Regions from separate parts of the Gossypium hirsutum genome. Here region 2 is linked to region 1. A link is a contact called in public Hi-C data. All regions are on one chromosome and are shown on one strand. Each heading gives the region's core, a stretch centred on a gene start, on an enhancer-like site or on the middle of the called end of the contact. The rest is flanking DNA. Distances are from core to core; before and after follow the strand shown.

Region 1 (7,663 bases), core at 3,470-5,969:
CATGGTAGCAATGTTGCTAGTTTGACTGAATGATTGAATGATTGACATTATCATGAAAGTTTGGTTAATTTGATGTATGATTGGTTGTATGTATAGTATATTTATGAATGAAAATAAAGCTTATGAATGATATATTCGTACAAGTGATTTGTTATAATATGTTCGAAAGATTGCTATACATGCACACAAAGAAAAGTTGTAAATGAACATAAAATTGTGATTTGTTGAATGATACCATTTTATTGGTAAATTGAAAGTTGGAATATTATTTCCATTCATTGCAAGTATTTGATAATTAAGAGAATATATTGAAAATGTCAATTAAATGTGAAAGTATTGATTTATGGCTATGTATGAGATAGTATGACATATTTCATGTACATGGAGTGGGATTATGTGGATGATAGAGGAGTTTCATGGAGTTCTAGTGGCATATTAAGTCTGCATTTATACGTAGACAGTGCACTGCACCTAGAGTACCGAGGGGATTGGTGGTTTTATCGCATTAAATGTTATATGACAGATTCTCTACATTATAAGTTATATGGTGGTATCTACCAGATCGAGCTTTGCTCGCATATGTTGGAGTTTGGCAGACAGGTTCTGGAGAATTCGTGGTGTGTAGCGGATGGTTTGGGTAGGAACCTTTTTGCGTTGCATCATGCTCACGACATATTCAAATGTTATTGATTTATGATACGTATTGTATTGTGTTGTATTGAATGGTATGGAAAATAATCATTGTTACTCGAATGAATGATGGCCCATGCTCATACACCGATTAACATCGATTTTGATAATGGCTATGAAATAATATGAAACTTTAATAATGGTTATGTTTTCTTCTGTTAGTGCTAACATGTTTGACTGTATTTGATATTTATGTCCATTTAAATAAATGTTCGACTCACACTGAGCTTTCATAAGCTCACCCCCATAGTGTTTAATTTTTCAAGTAAACCTTGAAACTAGGACTGGACTCAGCATATGGAGAATCACCTTGGACCTCGGACCATTTTTAATAAGTAATATTAATAAGTCTCTATTGGTTTTGGTTTGTAAATTTTAATTATTTCTGGTTTGTGGCTTGATAATTTTTCATTTGAGGATTTTTGCATGCATGAATTATTTAAGCATAATAATTAGAAAATGCAGGATATTGGGCTTAAGTAAAATTTGACATTATTCCCTAATTTCCGTTGTATTACAAAAGAACTGTTTTTGAAAAACAAATCGATAAGCCAACTAGGTTTTCGAAAAATGGTTTTTCCGCTATATTAGTTTAACATAGAGGTTTTACAAATAAGAGCGACAAGCAAATGATTTTTTTCTAAAACAAAACTATCAACAATAAAATGAATCTTAAGTATAGATGATCTAATAAATTAATATTTTTAAGCTAACTCAAAGTACAACTACGGTTTTCTTTAAAATGAGTTTATTTAAAGTATTCAAAAGTAACGTAAGTTAACTTAGCTATTTTGGTGGCTAATGTAACCTTCTCAATCTAGCGTCTAGGCAGGGTTTGGAAGGTTACATGAATGGTTCTGGCATGAAGATGGTGATGGATGAAAGAAATTTCTACCACTCCTATCTAAAATATGTAATTATTTAATTAATAAAATAATCTAAAATAATTTAATATTAAAATAATCCAACCAATTATTTTCTAACACTATTTATCCTTAATTATTAACATGATAATTATCTTGATTAAGAAATTACCTTTTTGCCCTTCACAATTCTCTACAATTCCATCCTTGAATCACCGTTCACTTTTGGTAAATTTGTGATTTAGTCTCTTATATTTCTCCACTTATTCAATTTTGTCCTTGTTACCAATTTCGTGTCACAAGTACTTTTGGGTTATTTACATTTTTGGTCTTTCAAATTTCCCACATGTACATTTTAACCCATCAAATTTTGAATAATTATATTTAGGTCCCAAAACTTTTTACATCTTCACAATTTAGTCACTATCTTAAATTAAGATATTACAACATACTTTTTAATTCAACCTCCTTTGACATCCATCAACCTTCTATTTTATCAATTATATTTCTTATTTTATTTTACTGAAGAATCCATTATGCACGATCTAAATTTACTGTTACTTTTATAGCATTATTTTTTGAGCGTTACAAGTACCAATAAAAAAACATACAATAATCAAAAAGGGGAAAAAAGATCCAAGGAAACAAAGATCACATGGTCTCACACAAACACCAAAATAAAGTAGAAAAAATTACTTGGGTTAAGGAGATGAACCCTAGCAAACAAAGAGAAAACCACAACAAAACACAACCCTTCCTTTTCTTCAAGAAGAATTTTAAGGAATTTCAAAGGAGAAGGGAAAAGTATGATAGGGTAGGAAAATAGAAGAAAACACAACCCAAAATATAAATTTTAAAGACTTTTTAAAAAATTAATATAAGTTAATTCTAAAATTTAATATGAAACCTATATTTTAAATATTAAAATTACATACAAACTACGACTCTTACGAATTAATAGAGATTTTAAAATAGGTGGTATAATTGACTCAAATGCAAAATATCCTCCTCCTCCTCCTCCTTGTTCTTTCTTAATACTAAAATTAAAAGCATCTATATTCTTATTTAAATTTGTAACTGAATTGGTGTCATGATTTAACTCGATATTTACTCAGTTATGAAATTTATTAAAAACCCATATTTTAAACAATTAATATATACTATTATAAGATATTTCTATATCTTCATATATTAATATAAAAATTAATAAAATTAATTTTAAAATAAAAAAAAATGCAAGCACTAAGATTTAAACTTCAAACATCAAAAAATCACAAACTGATGGAATTTTTAGTATACCATCAGCTTGTTTCTCAAAAGAATCACAAACACATTCAACCATTAAAAATTTCGTCACAATTGGTTAACTGGTTGTTACTCAATTTTTTCACCAAAATTTGAAATGAAGTTACTCAATATTAGTTTTAAGTTATTTTTATTTTTTAGAGTTTAAAGTTAAAATTTTAGAGTTTAGGATTTTAAATTTAAGATGGAAAGTTTAGAATTTTAATTTTAATTTTTTTCAAATATATTATTTGATTATTCAAGTAATGAGTTTGAAAGATAATATATATGATATTTTATTGTTGTGGTTTTTAATAAAAGTATTATGGAAGTATTTGTATTAGGAGTTATATTATATTTTGCTCCCTCTACTCAAAAATGATAAATTAATTCCTGTACATTTGAAAGAAAAAAATTAAAATTAATCTTTCTGTTAAATTCACCATTAAAATTAGTCTTTCTATTAAATTATATGTATCTTTTTAATCAAGTTGCTATAATTAATTTCTTATATTACACGTACAATAGTGACCTTACATAATAACTTTTTTATATTAATTTTTCAATTTTAATAATTATTTATAATTTCTTATAACTCTTAATCATCTCTAAGTAATTTTCTATAGTTTTATACGAATTTTTATAATCATTTAATATTTATTTAAGCAATCACTCTAAAATAAACTTAAATAAATAATTGTCTAGATTTATTTGAATCTAAACAATCATTTATCCATGCTCATTTTAGATGTTGTTTTAATTACTTTTAATTATTTTATAATATTTTATATTTTCTAAATAATTTTTTATAACTTTTAAATTATTTAAAAAGTCACGTTCAAGATGAATCTTTGTCCTAATTCATCCTCTATATGATTTTTTAAATAATTATTATAAACTTTTATTTATTTTTAAGATTTTAAATTTTTTTAAGTATTTGTTATCTCAGCATTTTTCACGTCAACATAAGGTATATGTGGTACACCATGTATCATTGCTTAGTTACTCCATCAGTTTTGTTTTCACTTAAAAGTAAAAATGAATGAAAATTTTGACAGAAGACCAATTTTCTCTTTAATATAAATATAGATGGATTAATTTTGAAATAAAATCCAAATAATCATTTAACAATATAAATTGGATGAAAGTTTTGACAAAAGGTCAAATTGCCATTTTTCTAGCATACAAAGGGGTAATTTATTTATTTATTTAGTAAAAATGACAAAATGCAATCTGAATCTTTGTTTAAGGGCATCCATAGTACTTTTACCTCTTTTTTCTTAAAGAATGCTCCTCTCTAAAAGGTTGATTATTTTGGTATTAACAAATATTTAATTTAGATTATAGTAAAAATAATTAAAAATGGTAGTTAATATTATCATCATATATGAAATAAATTTTAAATATTTTTAAGTAATTAATATAAAATTTATATATTTTTAAGCAATTAATATGTTAAATTATGAGAGTACAAATTTATAATTTTAAACTTAAATGAATATTTATAAAAGCCAAAAGCTGAATTGGGTTGGTGTTTTTTTTTTTTGGACAAAGTAAAATTTGACTGTTCAGCATTAGGATGAGAAACTATTTTTCTTTTTCACATCCATAAGAATAATAAACAAGACCTAAATTTTTGAGTGAAAAGGTATATTTTTATCCCAATTCAACGGTGTCCAAATCATGCCGATATTCAAGTTTAAATATTTATCCAGACGAGAAAAAGAAAATTTGGTAATAAAATGGTGTGAACAAAAATGAACCGTTCATTAAGGAATGTGGAGAAGGTGGAGCTTTTAATTTGATTCAACATCGTACAATTGACGTAACCATCCATTAGCCGAAATACAAATTGAATTTTGTAGAAAAACGATGGCGATACAATTAGCTGACAGCGGGCAGGGGCTGATGATGATCACCATTTTTGCTTAGAAATAACCCAACAGCTGTCCATCATTTTCCTTTCGAATAGAAACACAGGTAATCCAAGTCGCCTTCTTAAATGGCCCCACAAATCCGAATCTTTGAGATATTGCCTGCATTCTTCCCATGGGTGACTTGCTGCTTCTTATAGTCGGGAAAAGGGTCGCTTTCTTCTGCTTTATTTGGCGGATGGACCCACCAAGTCTCCCTCCATCTACTTCTTCATCTTAAAATTATTGGATGGTGTTTAGATCGACCATTTGTTATTTTTCAGATCCATATTTTAACTGATTTTTAGTCTAATTAATTTATTCATTCGATTCAAATAATATCGATTTAAACTTTAATCGAATTGAATTTTAACCATCAGATTTCTTTACTCAAACTTAGTTTAGATAGAATAAATAACCTGACGAAAGAATAAATAACACTCTTAAATAACTTTTTAAGTAATAATAAATTATTAATTAGATTTAATGTTTGTTTATTGAATATGTTGTGATTTTCTTTGTAATGTGAACATTTCTCTTTCATGAAGGCAATCCAAGCCGAACTTTGTCTGCAAATTCCAAAGGGATAAGCGCTGATCCTTCCCTTTCCTTGGGTATCAGGCCAAATCAAGGGGAATTTGAAACCAGCTGCTTTTGACATTTTCTTTTCTGCAGATTAGCCAATGATTGTATAAAAGATTGTAACATTTCAAAGATTACAATGCCAGCATTTCTTCTTATATCATTTTATTGGTATTACTGAAATGGAAAGATGAATTTGGTTTTGGCCGGTTATCTGAAACAATTATAATATTTCATTTGTATAAACTTATAGAACTGGAACTTATCCTATTTTGTTAGGTATGATCCAAACACTATTAAATTATGGTTAAGTAACCTAATCTATTATTGAATCTCATTCAAAAAATTAACTAATTTCAAATAAAAAGTTGTTAAGTTTCTTTTTGTAGTTTTTTTTTAAGGTGTTTGGTTTAAGAAATTTCATATTTTTGAAGTAATGTAAGATTCTAGAATGAATTACCTTTTTTAAATCTTAAAGAATATTTTGAATCAATAATATTATATTTTTTAATAGTACCAAAATTATGAAATATAGGTGTAATTTTATTATCACCTCTTCCTTATGTAAGATAATGTTATTGTAGTCGATTGAATCTTAGATTGATTGGCACAGGTATTATTGCTAATGCAAGAGAACGTGGGTTAGAGTGTGCTGAAACGCATTATTCTCCTATTTTTGGGTTAAGAAGGGGCTATGGGTAATTCTAAGCATAATGTCAAAAAGTGCAGATATAATTAAAACGAATAATGAGATTATTAAAAAAAAATTCTTACATAATGCTATTTTTTAATCAATTTTACCTGTAAACATTTTACCCGTAATCATAGGTTTACCCGTAATCAATTTTACATAATGAGATTATATAATTAAAATATGCTATTTTTTTTTTCAATTTTGTTATCATTTTATCCGTGATCATAGGTTTATCCTTGCAATCTAATTACTTTTATTATTGATCCCCTTAATTAATATATTCAATATAATTATTTTTAAGTTAGGATTTGAATTTAAGTATTTGTAATTCATTACCACCTTTTCTAATGTTTTAAGAATAAGACTATGGTTGAATCGACTAGACCATCATTCTTGATTCAACTAATTTAAAATTAAAAATTTAAAAAAATCATAAACATCAATAATAATTTAGAGAAATCATTAAAATAATGAGAAAATTAATAAATATATATAAATGATAATAGAAATATAAATTTTCATTTTAGGCTAAAGAGGCATATAAGCCCTATAATTTGGCGAAAAGATTAATTAAGCCCCTCCGTGAAAAACACACTCAATCAAGCTCTCAAAGTCACAAATTACACCAATTAAGCCCCGTGGCAATCATTTTCTGCTTATGACCATTACAGTGCTGACGTGGCCGGTTATAACATTGATGTGGCGCTTCATGTCATCGATAGTTGTTGGCGTTGCAGTACCAAGTCAGCCACCACATCAACAAAACTAAAAAAAAAATCATTTTTTAAAAAGAATAATAAAAAGAAATTAAAAGAAATATTTTTTTATGTTTGACTGGAATATTTAATATTTTTTAAAAACATTATTAAAATTTATAAATGTATTAAGTAAAATTTAAAATGTTCAAAAATAAAAAATTAATAAAAACCATTTAAAAGTTAAATCTAAAATGAATGAGGACATATGGTTGTCTGGATTCACTATGAATTTGGACAATCATGTGTCTAAATTCATTAAAAATGATTTTTCTAAATTATATAGAGTTTAAAAGTATTAAAAATTATTTTCCTTTAAAATATGATATCTATCAATTTTAAAATTTTATTGGTACCTTTTAGTATATATAAAAAAATAAAAAAAATATTTTTTTCAAACTTTTTATGAGGGCATATGCTCATGACAAATCCATCTCATGTTTATATTGATCTTGATCATGTGCTTTGATCCATCTCATATCAGTATATGGATTGTCAGCTTCATGACAAATGACATGTAAAATTGACTTAATTTTTTTTCTTTATTTAATTGATGAATTTATTTCCAATAACGAAAATTCTTGGCACGGGTTAAATTTCCCTTCTTTTCTTATTGAAAAACAAATTTATTTATATTTATTCATTTTCCAAAATATATATTTTTATTTTTTATATATCCAAAAAGGTAACAATAGAATTAAAAAGTTATACACAAAATCATATTTTTAAATAAAAATATTTTTTAATATTTTTAAACTTTATATAATATAAAAAATCGTTTTTAATGAGTTTGGCCATATGATTGTTCAAATCCATTGCGAATTTAACTAACTTTTTTTATATAATATAAAAAAAATCATTTTATATATGATCTGTTGCTGA
Region 2 (7,663 bases), core at 1,655-4,154, 150 kb before region 1:
TGTTAGCATTGTTAAAATTATTTTATTATATTCAGATTCAATACATCCTTTTTTTAGTTATATGATTATTAAGTGAATATTTTTTTTAATTTCAAAATATTACACTAACAGATTTAACAAAAAAATTTAAAAATATTAATAATTGAACCTAAATTTTAAAATGAGACTAAATTATTAAAAATAAAAATATAAAGAATAAATTTTAAATTTACAAAAAATTATAAACTTATTACGTATTTTAACCCTTTCTTTGTGAATCTTGGGGATTTCAAAGGTTTCCCTACACCTCTTCCAAAAAGTATATTCTTACGCCTCTTTGAGCACTCCAAATGCCGCCTGCAGCAATCAGCCTTTGTCTGTCTAGCGCCGGAAAGGCCCCCAAACCCAACCGCCTCCCAAATTTCCCAGTCCCTTTTTTTAATATTATATTTGTATAATAATTGTGGATAACTATGACGAGAAATTTCGATGAATGACACCATCACCATGTTTATGATTGGAATTTGGACGATGGAGAATGAATGTGACGCGCTAGCTTCAGAAAGTGGGGGACACGATGCAATGACCATGGAAGAAAATTTGGTATTTGAGGGATAAATCATAAATGGACGACCCTTAAGGGTACAACTTAGGTACGCCAGTCGCACTCTCCCTTCCTTTTGTTGCTTCTGCTCTAACAGTTTTTTCTCCAATTGAAAATGAAGGCATACACTCATCGCCACGTATTTGCCTTGCAAAAACTTTCCCATATCCTATTGACATTTCAAAATTCAAGAGTTACAAGTTTTTATTATTATTGAGATTTACTTATTTTATTTTCTTATATAAAGTTAATTTATTTAATTAAATGTTTGTAATAATTAATTTTGATTAGAATTATTTATATAAGTAATCATAATTTTAAAGAGATATTTTCTAAATTAAATTATTAAATTTTTAAAAAAATAATTAAATAGTTAATTAAGTCTTTCGATAAATTTACTTCAAATTTATCTTAAACTCTTCATATGAATTTATCGATTATTATTTGTACGGAAATTTATTATGATTTGGTAGTTATAATGAAATTCAAAATTAAGTTATATCATATCTCTAAAAGAATTTTTTTTCCGCAATATTGTTTTTTTGGTCCACAATACTATTACCTAAAAGATATGGAGGTCATTATTACTTAAGAGTTTTTATTACCATGATTGAGTTTTCATAAGAGCTAGTAAGTATTAGGATAGACACAGTATACTTCCATACTTAATCCTTATATTAAACAATCAAAGCAGAAAAACAATACTCCAAATTACATATTCTCCTGGTTGGTTGAATACATGGGTCATGATTCTAGTTAGAAATACAGTAATATCATAGTTAGAATGTGGATTATGATGTTTTAAGAATTCTTGCATGCCATAAAAGCACCTAGCAACTTTTTTCCAAACATTTAAATTCATAGTTGTTAGATGATTTATCTAAATTTCACTTTCCAAGCCAAACAAAACTAAATTCTAAAATGCATCACAGGATAATTTAAAAAAAAAAAAACTGTACCCATCATCATGAATTGGGAAATGTTTCAATAATTTTGATTTATTCATTTCATACATTCAATATTAAACATAAAGAAGAAAGATACAAAGTAGTAAAAAAGAAGATGATTTTAAAGATTACCGACCAACTTTCATTTTTCTCCTCCTTTTAACAGTTTCAATACTGTAAAGCAAAAAATAAGAGAGAGAATTCCAGTGCCGGTAATTTACAAAAACTCACCGGAAAATTATTTTCCGAGAAAACCCATCATCAGAAGTACATCAGAAAACGTGGTAGTGAAGTAGAATATTACAGTCAGACTTTTTCTCTTTTTTAAAATAATTTTCTCTTCAAACAAACAAGTTTAATAACTTAATTCTATCTGTTTCTCCACCTTGTTGTTGTTGATCTGCAAACCCCCTTTCAAAACACGTCGTCGTAACAGATTCCTCCGAGTTCAATGACGGAGTCCCCGGTCGTCTGTTATCCGGAAGCCGGTTGCCTGTGGAGCTTGGAGTCAAGCAAAGATCTAGATCGGACGGCTGAAATTTACTGAATTCTTCAACTTTTATGCGCTTAGGTGAAACCTTAGATCTTGAAGTGGAAAACCGACAGGTTGAATTAAATTTTGTTTCTGTTTCTTGCAACTTCAACATGCACGCAATCTTAGTAGCTTCCGATTTTTCACCGGATGCTGGTGAGGGAGCCATAAGTTCAGGCACCGCCCGTACAGTTCCTTCTCGTAAGACAGTTTCAACTGCCGCTTGGCAAACATGCCAGTTCCCTGTCCATAAAAGTCCGACAGCTCCGTTCACTGGATTCACTGTTCTACCACAAGCTTCGAACAACAGTGATTGGAACAAAGCTGATCGAAAGTTTCATACAAAAAAAATCAAACCAAAACTCAGAAATATATGACAGAGAAAAGGAAAGTTGAGCGCGGATATATACCAGAACGTTGAGATTCTGGAACGGCAGAGATGAAGGACATGAGCCCCGCACGGCCAAAGAACTTGGCGACGAAAATAGTGGCATGGCCTTGCGCTTCAGGGCTGTCGATCCATTGCAGACAAGGTCGTAAAATACATGACTCGCTGCATCCTTTTCGTAAGACGCGGCACCCGTTGCAACTCATGACTCAACAACACCAACAATCACTGCTCTTCCCTCCCTTATGCCAAAAGTTTCCCAGGGTTGACCGTTGGTTTACAAGAAACAGAAAAGAAAATTATACATATAATATATATAAGGGAAATGGAACTGGCAGTGTAGGGGAAGAGAGGGAGAACTGAGAAGGGAAATTAAGGGTGGGAAGGGAAAGCCTTTGGAGGGTTTTAAAGGCAACAAAAAGGGTTGAAATCAAACTCAAGGGTAAGGAGGGTTGAGTTAACTTGGTTTAGGGATTACATCATATTTATAATTTTTTTAATATTTAAATCTGAATTCGCACACTAATTATTCACCTTAATTAATATCGCCAGAATAAATGATTATAAAAGTTTTACATTGGATATTCAAAGTCCATGGTTAAAGTCTTGACATATTCCTCGTTCAGTTTATGATACACCAATATATATAAATATATGAATATTATTAGAATTGAATTTATATATAAATAAAAAGAGAAGTTGGCTGCATACAAAAAGCTTAGTCCGCATTGCAAGCCTTAGGTGGGTTTATAGGGGAAAGTGCGGTGAAGTGTTTGTTGGGATGAGGGGAAATGCGGTGACGGAGGTTAGATTCCAAAGTCTTGGGCGGAAACGGCTCCTTGTTTCCGCGGATGGTCGTCTCTTTAACATTAAAACAATTATATATTCTTTTTCATTTTAATAAAAGGTTACCGTTCTTAGTTATTACGTCATTAAAAATAAATATACAAGGTCTGTTTTAATAGAAGAGTTATTTTTAAGGGTAAATTACATCATTAGACACTAAATTCTAAGTAAATTTTCATTTTAGATTTTTAATTAAAAAAATTACATTTTGGTCATTGAACTATTCAAAATTTTTATTTAAGTTATTGGGCTGATAAAATCGATACTGTATGACTTTCTCTTTTTGCACTATATGGATAAATTGAAAGCTCTCTTTCCCCTTCTTTTATACAATTAGTTTTTTTAAACAACTTTAAACGTAAAAAATCTACAAACCACAGTTCAGACAAGTTTTTTCTTCGATCTCATGTATTAACCGTCAGATTGACTTGGACCTAAGGTATGCTCTTATACTCATTGATTAGTATTGATTCACTGTACTGATTGTCGAATCATCACTTGGAGCTCATTGGTGGAACCTTTTCTTTTTAAAAAGACTTAATAGGCCAGTGACTTAAATAAAAACTTTTGAATAATTTAATAACTTAAATAAAAAACTTTCAAATAGTTTCGTGACCAAATTGTAACTTTTTTTAGTTAAGTAACCAAAACGAGAACTTACCCATAAATTAATGACTAATGGTGTAATTTACTTTTTTTTTAATATACTTAAATTTTTTTAGTTACAATATACATGAAATAAAATATTCAATTTAGTATATTAATCGACCGAATACAATTATTGGTGATCTTTCGTTTTATTTATTTATTTAGTTTCCGTCTTCTTATGATTTTTTTTATAATAAAAAAAGAAGTTGAAATAAAGTAGCCTTGCATCAAGGCAAGGGTATTTTAAATAATGGAAGTGGTTTGATTTTTATAGGGGGTGAATGGAGATTGATGATGGTATGGCAAGGCCATGGAATGCACATGTTCTTGGGGTCGATGGGAGGGGTTATATTGTAAGGCTAGTGGGATATAGTATTTTTATAGATTTAATCATTGATGGTTTTGAGTGACATTACGAAACACAACCATACCTAGAGGTGTAGTTAATAAGTGTTTTTTTTAGAAGGAAGTTCACTAGAATCTATTATCAACACATCATATGTATAATTAAAAAAAAGAATTATATATGTAGATTGAGATCTATTTTGATTGATTATTGTAATTTTTTTAGATTGAATGAGTGAAATTTTGTTTAGATCAAATTATTTTTTTAAATAAACAAAAAAAATACATTAATCATAATTTTATTCTAAAATCCAACTCAACCATTCCTTTTATTATTATGAGTTACAATTTTTATTAAAATAACTATAATAAGATGTTGTCTCCTACAATAAAGATAATTTTTTTAAATTTCATCCAAAAAGTGTCCCAAGTTCTTAACAAGAAGTAATCTATTATAGCCAACAAATGTTGGTGTTGCTTTGCATTGGTATGTATCCTAGTGAAGGGTGTGTGGTTAAGTTAGTTAAAGACGTAAGAAGCTCGAGATCGATATCAACTTTGATATTCAGAATTAAGTTTTACTTTTAAAGTTTAACTTCAATTTAAAATAAAAATTAAATTGGTCTTACTTGTTTTATAAAATTTATTTATTTGATGAATTGAGCTATGGTTTTAGTTGAAATTAAAATTTTCCGATATTAATTAAACTCAAGAGTTATTTAAGTTAAACATTAAAATATTCCATAGTTTTAGACTATTAAAACAAAATTATTTCGAAAATACAAAATTTAAATAGCTTATGAGCCAACATATTTCCTTTTTAACATATTTAGTTTAAACTCCTCACAACTAATTCATGTAATTAACTTGGAATTCCCTATAATATTTGTTATACCCTTAAATTTTGGATTTGCCTTGGTCTCTTTTTATGCATTTGTAGAGGCAGTGTTCCAGCCCCCTAAAAAGTTGCTATTTAGGTTATTTAATTTTTTAAAAATTTTAAATTAATAAAGATAAAACTGTATTTTGATCTCTTAAAATAATTTAATCCTTTAATAGTTATAAAGATATAAATTATTTAAAATTAAAATTTTATTATGATTTCTAAAAAAAATTTTTGATACATGCCGCAAGTCATGATCGCAAGAAATGCCTGCATCCAAATAAAAGTATAATTTTCTGGATTTGAATTTAAGGTGAAAATAGTAAATACCAGTAATATATAAAAGACAATTCCTGATCCTACCCCTTTTTTATTATAAAAAATAAAATTAAAAAGCATGATTACTATGTCCAAGTGATAATTAATAACCTTATCTTTCCATTATTGTTTTTAGTTTTTGGGTCCGGCAAAAATTATTTATTATTATATAATTATTAAATTTTTAGTTTTTCCGAGGTATCCGTTGAGTACACTGAATTATTATGAAATTAAGAGAATTCGTAATAAAAGTTAGAGAGAAGAGTAGACAAAAATAAAAGGATAATTCAAATTATACATATAATCTATTTATAGAGATTCAATCACCATAACTTACAAATGCATAAATAAGAAAATTAAGACACACCATAAAATATTTTAAGGCTTACAAGAGAGTATAAATTCTTAGTCAAATGCATAAATAAGAAAATTAAGACACACCATAAAATATTTTAAGGCTTACAAGAGAGTATAAATTCTTAGGAGTTTTAGAGAATTGTATGGAGGTCCATTTATCAATAATTTTACAATATTTTCCCATTTTTATATGTGACAATGTAGTCGATTGGGTAAACTCACTAGAGTCGGGTTCCATCACCACATGGAATGATCTAGCGAAAAAATTTCTTTAAATTTTTTTCCTAATAAGTAGAACCATTCAACTTCGGTGAGAAATCACCAATTTTAAACAATACGAAGATGAGTCCCTATACGAGGCATGAGAACGTTTCAAGACTATGCTAAAGAAGTGCCCACACCATGGACTGCATGTGTAGCTTCAAATCCAAATATTCTATAACGGTGTTGACAGACACATTAAGTCTAGCTTAAATTGGAACACCCCAAACTCGACCCAGTCGTTATGGCCGAATTCAAAAAGCTACATTGGCCACCAGAATGACCCAAAAAAAAATTCTTCATTTCAAATGTACTTATTTTATTTTATTTTAAACCATTCGCGCAGTTCGTTCAAAACTAGTAAAATCGAATGTTTAACTTTATTTTCAATACCATTTCAAAACCATTTGTCCACAAAAAATTGGCCGAAATAAACTTTAGGAATTTTGAAAAATAATGTTTTAAAACTATTGGCTTATCAATTTAAAACAAATGAAATAAAACGTTTATTTTAATTTCATAAAAATTATACAGATTTCAGGAATCGAAATAAATAATATCTCAATTGTAAACATTAAATCATTTATTCAAAACTATTTCGAATTTTCAATCATACTTCTAAATCATTTGTATTTTTATTCAAAATTGGAGACCTTGGTTATTCGTCATTATTTCGGAAATAATAAACATATTAACTTCATAAATCAAATGCATTTAGAAAACTCATTTGGAAACATTAATAATTTTGAAAACTAAGTCTAATTTTATTAAAAACTCATTTTTCAAAAATACAATGGAAAAATGTGTTATTGATAGATTCTATTTTAAAAATAGAGTTTCAAGAGAAATCTTATCAAATACTAATTTATGTAGTTTTTAAAACTTAATGTCACGCAAGCAATTTATGCAAATTAGAATGAAAATTCCCCAAAATAAAGTTTCATGCCACAGTCCATACTCAAACTTATTACAAACCCAAAATATCAACATATCGAAATAAAATTTAATTACTTTAATTTAAAAAGACTTCTGAGAAACTCCTCCAAATGTCGTCATCGAATCCTAACCTCGGGGTTATATGTAAAATCAGAAAACTAAAGGGAGGTGAGTTATAAAACTCAGTGTGAGATTAACATAAACACAGTCACATACATATAAACATATACATTATATAATCATTATAATCATAATAATCATATCAATTTCATATAACTCAATATTTCACACTTATACTATGCATGATCATGTCAATGCACATTTCGTAAAATGATATAGATTTTATGAAAACAATCCTACCCATCTCCACTACACACCAAAATCGAGTTCCCTAGAACTCGTCCATTCAACACACCAAATTGTGAACAATGTCACCAAAATTGCAGATAAACTGCCAATAATCAATATCGTGGGCAAGCCACCAAAATCACAGATATACTGCCACATAATCAAAATCCTGAGCAATGTCACATGCTTCCACCTTTCACATATCCCACCCCATGCATGTGATATGACCAAATTCATTTTTTCACTTAAAAATCATTTTTCATTTTGGCAT

The links. Hi-C and Micro-C count contacts between places; a contact is called where the count stands out from the background.
Region 2: a Hi-C map of leaf shows a contact between it and region 1, with 1.6 times the contacts expected there. The contact joins the promoter of LOC107945363 here to the enhancer-like site in region 1. A contact is called at or near these places in 2 of 34 Hi-C or Micro-C datasets (leaf and petal).

What each region holds. Positions count from the first base shown.
Region 1 is chrD12:29,289,132-29,296,794 of Gossypium_hirsutum_v2.1, reverse strand. No RefSeq gene overlaps it. Among protein-coding and RNA genes, the nearest start is that of LOC107942417, 17 kb to the right of the region's middle. Within about 2 kb of position 4,719, at least 2 of the 9 cell types and tissues checked have an H3K27ac peak or open chromatin away from gene starts, as enhancers often do. A contact at or near this core is called in leaf, where this site is marked.
Region 2 is chrD12:29,440,320-29,447,982 of Gossypium_hirsutum_v2.1, reverse strand. LOC107945363 (LOB domain-containing protein 38) reads right to left here and starts at 2,904. Exons shown (of 2, transcript XM_016879337.2): 1 at 2,473-2,904; 2 at 1,552-2,386. The coding sequence starts at 2,656. The coding sequence ends at 1,872. LOC121224717 (small nucleolar RNA R71) reads right to left here and starts at 6,256; the gene lies at 6,151-6,256.